3 separate regions of the Mus musculus genome follow, and all the other regions are linked to region 3. The links are chromatin contacts, called in public Hi-C and promoter capture Hi-C maps. All regions are on one chromosome and are shown on one strand. Each heading gives the region's core, a stretch centred on a gene start, on an enhancer-like site or on the middle of the called end of the contact. The rest is flanking DNA. Distances are from core to core; before and after follow the strand shown. Region 1 has its middle 9.4 kb from the start of Gm41362. Region 2 overlaps Gm10863 (predicted gene 10863). Region 3 holds the start of Dmc1 (DNA meiotic recombinase 1).

Region 1 (2,700 bases), core at 163-2,662, 450 kb before region 3:
TGTCCGGTCCATTTCTGGTGCATTCTTCCTGAGCCAGTGAGAGCAGATGCCTGCCAAGACGTATTTACCCCTTCCTTAGAAGCACACGTTCCGGTCAGCCTTGTTTCTGCACCATGGACAATGCTAGGATCAGGAGCAGCTCCCGAAGCACTTCCTGGTTCCTCCATGGCTGGGATGGGCCCCGTTATTGTTAATTAGCTAGGCTCTGGAAGGGAGAGCTGTGCTCTGTTTTATAGGCTGGGGAGTGGGGAGGCCTGGGTCTGAGCGTAGGATCCACTGCTTCGCACTCTGGGCATTGCGTGCCGTTCCCCCTCTGCCTCATTTTCTTCATCCGGAAGAGCATGGCTGCATCCATGGAGGAGATCACGTGGTCCACTGATGGCCCACAGGCCATATCCTGCAAACCCGGTGTTTTGTTCATAAGCTTTCCTTAGAGCGCCCTGGGGAATAGAGCCCTGTCTATGTAGCGTTTGCCTAGCGTACACAGGACTCTGGGTTTGATTCCCCAGAATCACCTATGACTAGCCGTCAGTACATCTCCTTATGACTAGCTGTCAAGAGGATCAGAACTTCAAGGCCATCCCCAACTACGTGTTGCTTTTTTTTTTTTCTTTTTTATAATTCATTTTTATTTTATGTGCACTGGTGTTTTTTCTGCATGCATGTCTGTATGAAGGCATCCGAAACCGTGGAACTGGGGTTACAGATAGGTGAGAGCTGCCATGTGGGTGCTGGGAATTGAACCTGGGTTTTCTGGAAGAGCAGCCAGCGTTTTGTTTTGTTTTGTTTTGTTTTTTTAAATGGTGGAGCCCTCTCTCGAGCCTTGAAACTCTGTTTCAGAAACAACCAAGCAAAAATTTTCCCTAGATTTGAAGTTTTTTTTTTTTTTTTTTACGTTGAACACAGGTTTATGGATTCAAAAACAAGACCTCCCCCGTATTTAGTGCTAGCTGGCTAGAGACTAGATGGCCTTAGAGCCCACCCTTCCCCTATTGCTAACTCCCCTACCTGGCTTAAAGGTGTTGAACACATGAAGAACTTTGCTGCTCAACGATGTTTCAATGTAAATGCTTTGTGAAGCCCCAGCACCCAGCTTCATCCACTTGCCAGGTACCTGGAGGTTTTGAGAGTAGTCGGGAGGCACAGTTTAGGATGAGTCAAGCCTATGGACCCAGACCCAGAGCACTGGCTCCAGGATGTCTCCCCAACCAAAAGGGAAGAGGAAATACTGGCACCAGGTTTAGGAGGGGCTCTGGGCTCCGGGCTCCGGGCCAGATGCTGTATCCCAGGAGGCAGCTCAAGGCTTCTCCCCTAGGCCTGAGCCGGAAGCTGGGCCCCCAACACCTGGAGTTGCCATCTCCTGGTCCCCAGGATGTAGATTCCTGTGCACCCTGCCCCCACGCCTTCCTCTTCCCCACCTACATTCAGAAGCCACATCCTGCTCAGAGGGGTGGGCCAAGGCAGTCCTGAAGGAGACAGGGATGTGGGTGGAGTCTCTGGGGACCTAGGACATCCTCTCCAGGGTGGTTGAAATCCCTTCTCTGCCTCAGGTTCCTTGGAGCAATTTTTTTTTTTTTTTTTTTAGTTGAGTTTTGTTTTTGAGACAAGATCTCACAGACACCTGGCTGGTCTCGAACTTGCTATGTTCCTGAAGGGGATCTTGAACTTCTGATCCTCCCGATTCTACTCCTGAGCTCCAGGGTTACAGGCTGGCAACATCCTATCTGGTTTCAAAGGTGCTGGGCACTGCCTGCAGCAGGGCTCACAATAAGTAAACTGAGGCTGAGTTGCAGCAGAGGACACTAGAGACACGAATCCATCTCAGGCCAAAGCCACACTGAGAATGTCCTCAGCATCATAGTCACTGTGTGTGGAGGGGGGAGAGGGCAGGACAATGGGGACAAGGAGGTCTGAGGGGCCCCAGCACTGCAGGCCTGACACTTGAGACCTACTCCTCTTTATTTTTTCTGTGACCTCAGAGAAGAGCCTCCTGTGGGCCTCAGTTTCCCCATTTAAAGATGCTGCTGCTGCTATAAGCATCAGACTTGGTGCTAGAGCAGATGTGATAAAGGCCAGTGTGGACCTTGGTCCAGACCTGGGGACCGTTTGCTCAGTCCTGGGAAAGGCTAGAGCATGAGGCAGCTCTGGACTGCTAGTCTAGGGGAAGGAGTACATTTGTCTCTTGATCCTCAGTGCTCCAGCCACCTGCTGCTTCCACTAGGGGAAGGGTGGGAGTGGAGAGGCTGGGGAGGAAGCTGGGCTGAGGAGGAAGCCCCCCTCTGTTGAGAAACTGGTAGACTGACTCACTGGCTTTGACGACCTGTGGGTGGTCAGCCCAGGTGCAGCCTTGGGCCTCCCATGATAGCTCTGCCCACAAAGAACCGCTCCTTTCCTTAGGAAACCCGACGAAGGGGTGGACAACACAGAGTGAGAGCCACGCAAGACACTCCAGCCCTGTCCTCCCTGGGCTCCAGAGGGATAAAGAGTGACAGGAAAAGCATGGACAGAAGGACTGCAGGGACTTCCTGGAGTGCCATGTTTGCTGGGGCCATATGTGACCTGCCCCCTCAGATACAAAGCCACTGAGTTCAGGAGGCAACACAGCCAAACCTGTGTTCACACATGCAGATTGGAAAGGGACCCAGCACACACCAGGCAAGGACTCCACCAGTGAGCTACACATCCATCCTACTGTTTTTT
Region 2 (2,700 bases), core at 54-2,553, 400 kb after region 3:
AATTCAGACAGCAATCCAGCAGGTGGACTCCTGCCATTGGCCTGAGCTGGATGCCCTGAGAGATGGAGACAGAATAGCAGCAGCACACAGGAAGGCTGGTGGGGGGGGGGGGGGTGTCAGAGATTAGGGAGGGAGGTGAGGACTCACAGTGGCAGAAGAGGGAGGACCTGGCAGTGAGACTCTTGTTTACATTCGAATGGAAAACACTCCTTTGAGCAAGCCCTGGACTTGCCAGGTCTTTATTTTCTCATCAGTCAAGTGGAGACTGTATTATGGTACCTTATAGATTGTCCAGTCAAATCGTAAGTTTCAGTCCCTGGCTTGCCATATAGGAAGCACTGCAAAAAAAAAAAAAAGATTTAAGTAATTAATTAGAAACTTCAGTCAGGCTGTGTCTCAATAAGTAAATAAGTAAATAAATAAATAATAGAGAAGTGTGGCTTTTTTTTTTTTTTAAATATATTTTGTTAAAGCTCTGCTTGCCTGCAGCCTCTGCTTCCCTGGGGTTATGAGACACGAGTTTCTGTGATTTATCCTGATTCACTATCAAAAACTCTTACAGGCCAGGCTTCCATCCTAAAGGGAAGGAACTATTATTATTCTCACTTTTCAGAGGGAGAAACTGAGTCTCAGAGCAATGTCCCAGGCTTCGCAGCTGCTGTAAGAATGGAGATTGTAAATAGGATTGGGAGAGAGGCCAGCCTCCTTGAGCCCTTCCCTGCCTCCACTACCCAACCCGGCCCAGGCCCTCGTCTCCTACCAACCTTGTGTGTGTGTGTGTGTGTGTGTGTGTGTGTGTGTGTGTGTGTGTGATCCTGAGGAGAGAGGGGAGGTAGGAGAGGCAGGGAGGAGTGGAAAAGGCAAAGCCACCGGTGAGGCAGTGGCACAAATGGAACCCAAGAAGGCAAGAAAGACCCCAGCTGGAATGGAGCAAGACCCAGAATGGTGGACCCACAATCAGGAGGCCGAGAAATGCTTGAGGCACAGCTGAAGAAGGACCAGGAAGCTGGAGAGACAGAGGAAGCAATGTACACCCCCGTCCTGTTTAGGTACCTGGCCCCCAGGATGACCCTGAGACCCGGAGTCAGCCACCACCATGGTCATTCTTAACTCACGGGATCAAAGAATCGCCCCAAGTGAGGCAGTCTGCCTGGAGACAACAGATCACGCGGGGCGCGGCCCGTGTGAGCCCAGTGCCTTGATCAACGTCACCCACTTGTCCAGCAGCCCAGGACGGAAGCCTCTAGGCCCTTCCACGGAGTGCTGTCGTCAGCCAAGTCACATGGGGAGGCAGGCAGAAGTGGGGCAGGCAGCAGTGGGGCTATGGCGCCTTCCGGTGGCTTCTCCGCCTCCACCCCGCCCCTCAGGATACCGCTACGTTTAGAAAACAACCGAGGAAATCAAGTGGAAACATAAATCCGCCACTCGGTTCCTCCCGTTCCCCAGGGCCAGACACCCTCCCCTCTTTACACCCCCCCCCGCCCCCCAGCACAGGAAGGCAGAGCCAGCACGACTTTGGTTTGCTTTGGCGAGGCCCCGTGGGCAATGTGGCTCTTTCCCAGAATTCCTAGCAACTAGTCTTATCACCCAACACGCCCTCCCCAAAGGAACTTGGGGTACCCAGCTTCAGCCGCTTACCTTACTCACCCCTCTAGACTCATGGAAATACCCTACCTGGCTTCTTCCAGAGACAGACAACCACCCTGGCCATGTCCCTTTTATCTGTGGCCCTGTGCAGAATAGCAAGTACTGAGCTGGCACCCTGTTGCCTGCCCAGATCCCATTTAGAAGACAGGAATTACGGATGCCAAGAAGGGTCCCTGAGACCGTACATCTCTATTCAGAGGCCCCTTAGTTCACAAGCCCTTCTCAGTCTTGCTTCACTGTGTCCCAGTCTGGCCACCACACCTCTCCCAGCTTAACCACCCATAAACGTTTTCAAGCCCCTGCTAACCCAATGCCCTTCCCCTGCCCAATTCTGGCTCAAGACGGAATCTTGCTCATTCTTCAATGCCCAGCTCCACTGGTCTCTGCCAAGGACCAGATTCCAGAGTGGCACCTGCTGCCCCTGGTGTGTGCGCACAGTGTGGATAGATTTAGTGCGTGACATCACCTAAATGGGTCCTTGCCCTGTGTCTGACCACGGGCAGGGCTCAAGGGAGAAGAGCAGAGGACATGAGTAATGGCAATGGATGATGGTGGGCAGGATTGAGCTTTCAAGGACATTCTTGAAAGGTCAAAGCTCAGTGTGCTTGCTACCCCGCACACACTCCTTAGGGCTTCTGACTCCTCTCCTCCCTTCCCTTCCCCCTCCTCCCTCCTCCTCCAGATTTTATCACAGTAGACAGTGTCCCTAACCTCTCCTGAGCCCCAGCCTCTGGGGTGCAGCAGGGCTTCTTGCTCAGAGTTTGGGGTGGCACTCCTGGGTTTTAAGTCACTTCTTACCAGGGAACTGCTGTGCGGTTTTTGGAGGGCCCCAGCACAGACCCCCTAGAGCGCTGCTGGGGCTGGCCATGTAGAAAATGGACAGAAACACCCAGATTTCAGACCAAACAGAGTCCGAGAAAGAGGGATCCAAGGCCCTCAGAAGGGGTTGGTGGGTATGAACAATGGCTTAGGGGAAAAGCCGTGTGGCTGGTGACCAGCCGTGGGGGTGAGGAGTTGGCTGAGTCAAGATTGACTCCAAAGCCTCATGCCTGG
Region 3 (2,700 bases), core at 152-2,651:
TGCACGGAACCATCGGTATGCTATCCTAACAAGCCTTTCTCTTCACTTCATGAATTTGTCATTACCGAGCTCATTTCAGTTTCTTCCTTTGAGTGTACTGCACACAACCTTCAAATATTATGAGCATTTCTTGCTCCCAGCTGTCACTACAGCAAACGACATATGTTAGATTTCCCTAAATCGTCTTGCTGCGCTCTTTGGTAGCTCTCCGGTATACTGTTGATGTCTTCTAGCGAGTTGCTCAAAAGTTACTGTATTTTCGGTGGATTCAGAAGGAGAGCCTGCCATCGCTATTGGGTTTCTTTTTTGGTTTTTCGAGACAGTGTTTCTGTGTAGCCCTGGCTGTCCTGGAACTCACTTTGTAGACCAGGCTGGCCTCAAACTCAGAAATCTGCCTGCCTCTGCCTCCCGAGTGCGCCACCACACTCGCCTTGGGTTCCTTTTCAAGTGAACAATTTCCATTCGAGAAGACGGGCAATGATTCTGTAAAGTAAGCATTTTGAAAAGCTATAGCCTTTTAAAAAACTATCCACGGGAGATAGGTCTGTCCTTCAAAATGTCAACTGTTTTGGAATTTATTCCATTTAAAAGGTTCAAAAAGAATATAGAGGTCGCCCGTATTGGTGGGTCATCTAAGACACTTAAAGCAACCTCTGCAGGTGGTCTTTCAAGTTTTTCATGACTCTGAACTGTCAGTTTCCATCTAAGGGGAAAAGGAAACAGTTTAGAGAGAGGCCTTGCTGGCATCATGGCTGGCCCGGGGTTTCTATAAACAGAACTAAAACCTCGTGTGTTTCTGTAGACCATTTAGAACCACGTTAGGGAGAAAAAAAAAATTACTCTCCATCCCAGAAGAGAGGACCGCAAATGCAGAGTCAGGAGAGAAGGGGGGATGGGAAGGCTGGGTTACCCAGCTAGGTATGAAAACCTTGGAGTGAAAGCGGCCCCAGGCAGGAGGAAAGGGACCCCCATGTTCGACCTCCTCACAGTCCAAGGTCGTCATCTCCTGTCCTTGTCAGCGGCCAAGGCTCTCCCCGTGACTCAGCAACTCCCTTCGCCCAAGGGATGCCCAGACTCTCTTCTCATACCCAAACCTCTCTCCTCAGAGTCCATGTTCCACCACTGCCCTCGCTAACCTCGGAGACCCGAAGACCCCCCACTCCCGCATCCTCCCAGCAGCCCTCACTAGGGCCCCTGCCCCACCCTCCGCTCTCCTTTGTGCTACATTTACCGATGACCCGCAGGGAGCCTTTCCTTGCCTGCTCAGGTTCTCTAGCTAACCTCGAGCCCCACCCCCACAACCTGAGCCCCGCCCACACACACTGGGCCCCGCCTACAGCCCGAGCCCCGCCTACAGCCCCAGGCCCCGCCCATCAAGGGGGCTTGCTCCCGCGGCCCTCATTTGGCGCCAAGCCCGGAGCTGTTCGACGACAGGGCGGGCTGCCGGCCTCCGCGTTCTGGGTCGGCGTTAGAATTCTGGACCGGACGGGAAAGCCGGAGCGGGTGTCGCCTTGAAAATTCTCGGGGAGGCTGTGGGTTCGAGTCGGGGTGAGTGGCGGAAAGAGGAAGCGCGGGAAAAATCTGAGGAAAACTCGACGCGTTGAGAAAGCTTTCCTCTCCGCGCCCTTTCTGTGGTAATTTTTTGGTCGCTTATTGGACTTGGCTTGGTGTCTGTCACCTTCCGCCCAGGCTCTGAGGCGTGGAGGGATTCCGAGACATGGCCAAACCTCCTGTAAATCAAGTCTGACCCAAGCCTTAAGGCCCCCTTCTTGCATTATGAGGGAACTAGGTCGGGCCTGGAAAATGGAGGCCTGGGGTGGGGGGCGACAGAGCCTCGCGCCAGGGCTCACGGGCCCCTGACCGCCTTCTCGTTGCCCCGCTGCTCGCCGCCAGGCCTCTGAGACCGAGACTGGGCACCAGCTTCTGATCCCAGGGTCGTGGTGGAAGTGATGCCAGCAGAGGCAGGCAGGGCCAGTAGATCTGACAGCCAAAGGAGAGGCGATTAGGCGATCGATCTGCGTTGTTCCTCAGGAAGAAGAGTCTGGTATTTAGAGAAATCATGCTAATAGTTAAGAGATGGGCAAGGTGATGCATGTCTGTAGTTCCAGAACTGGGGAGGTGGAGGCAGGAGAATCAAAGAGTTCCAAGCTATGTAGAAGTTAAACACACACACAGACAGAGAAGGTAGAGGCAGGAAATTACTTGCAAACTCGAAGTCAGTCTGTTCTACTTAAGGAGTTTCAGGACAGTCAAGGCTACAGGCAAAACCTTCACTCAAGACTGAAAAAACAAACAAACCCCAGTATTCCAAAAGAGCCTACTAAATACTGTCCTCTTTTTGTACCCAACTATTCGCCACCTTACTAGTTTGTTTCCTTTGTGCTGGCACCCCACACTTGACTTTGACATTAAATGAGGAAACTTGAGGTCAGCCAGGGCTACACAGAGAAACACTGTCTCAAAAAAAAAAAAAAAAGTGTCTGGAGAGATGGCTCAGTGGTTAAGAGCACTGGAAAAGTCCTGAGTTCAATTCCCAGCACCCACATGGTGGCTCATAACCATCTGTAATGGGATCGGATGCCCTCTTCTGGTCTGCCTGAAGACAGCAACAGTGTACTCACATATATAAAAATAAGTAAATCTTTAAAAAAAAAACAAACTAACAGAAACAAAAAGGGGAAACAAACAAAATAAACTAGG

Evidence for each region. Promoter capture Hi-C pulls out the DNA fragments that hold promoters and counts their contacts. A called contact is a pair of places that touch in the nucleus more often than the background predicts.
Region 1: a contact with region 3 is called in a promoter capture Hi-C map of pre-B cells, with 3 times the contacts expected there. The contact joins the enhancer-like site here to the promoter of Dmc1 in region 3. A contact is called at or near these places in 7 of 39 promoter capture datasets (embryonic stem cells, hippocampal neurons, liver and 2 more).
Region 2: a Hi-C map of bone marrow-derived macrophages shows a contact between it and region 3, with 18 read pairs. The contact joins the enhancer-like site here to the promoter of Dmc1 in region 3. A contact is called at or near these places in 10 of 39 promoter capture datasets (the 3T3-L1 cell line, 3T3-L1-derived adipocytes, the C10 cell line and 4 more), 2 of 484 Hi-C or Micro-C datasets (bone marrow-derived macrophages and regulatory T cells), 4 of 115 datasets of contacts at active chromatin or transcription factors (embryonic basal ganglia and embryonic stem cells) and 2 of 9 other capture datasets (embryonic trunk and pancreatic islet).

The regions. Positions count from the first base shown.
Region 1 is chr15:80,048,978-80,051,677 of GRCm38.p6, reverse strand. No RefSeq gene overlaps it. Among named protein-coding and RNA genes, the nearest start is that of Gm41362, 9.4 kb to the left of the region's middle. Within about 2 kb of position 1,412, at least 29 of the 459 cell types and tissues checked have an H3K27ac peak or open chromatin away from gene starts, as enhancers often do. A contact at or near this core is called in pre-B cells, where this site is marked.
Region 2 is chr15:79,207,829-79,210,528 of GRCm38.p6, reverse strand. Gm10863 (predicted gene 10863) reads right to left here. Exons shown (of 5, transcript NR_029470.1): 3 at 484-576; 4 at 280-338. Among named protein-coding and RNA genes, the nearest start is that of Gm52189, 15 kb to the left of the region's middle. Within about 2 kb of position 1,303, at least 116 of the 459 cell types and tissues checked have an H3K27ac peak or open chromatin away from gene starts, as enhancers often do. A contact at or near this core is called in bone marrow-derived macrophages, embryonic stem cells and regulatory T cells, where this site is marked.
Region 3 is chr15:79,603,810-79,606,509 of GRCm38.p6, reverse strand. It overlaps Dmc1 (DNA meiotic recombinase 1), which reads left to right and starts at 1,401. Exons shown (of 14, transcript NM_010059.3): 1 at 1,401-1,548.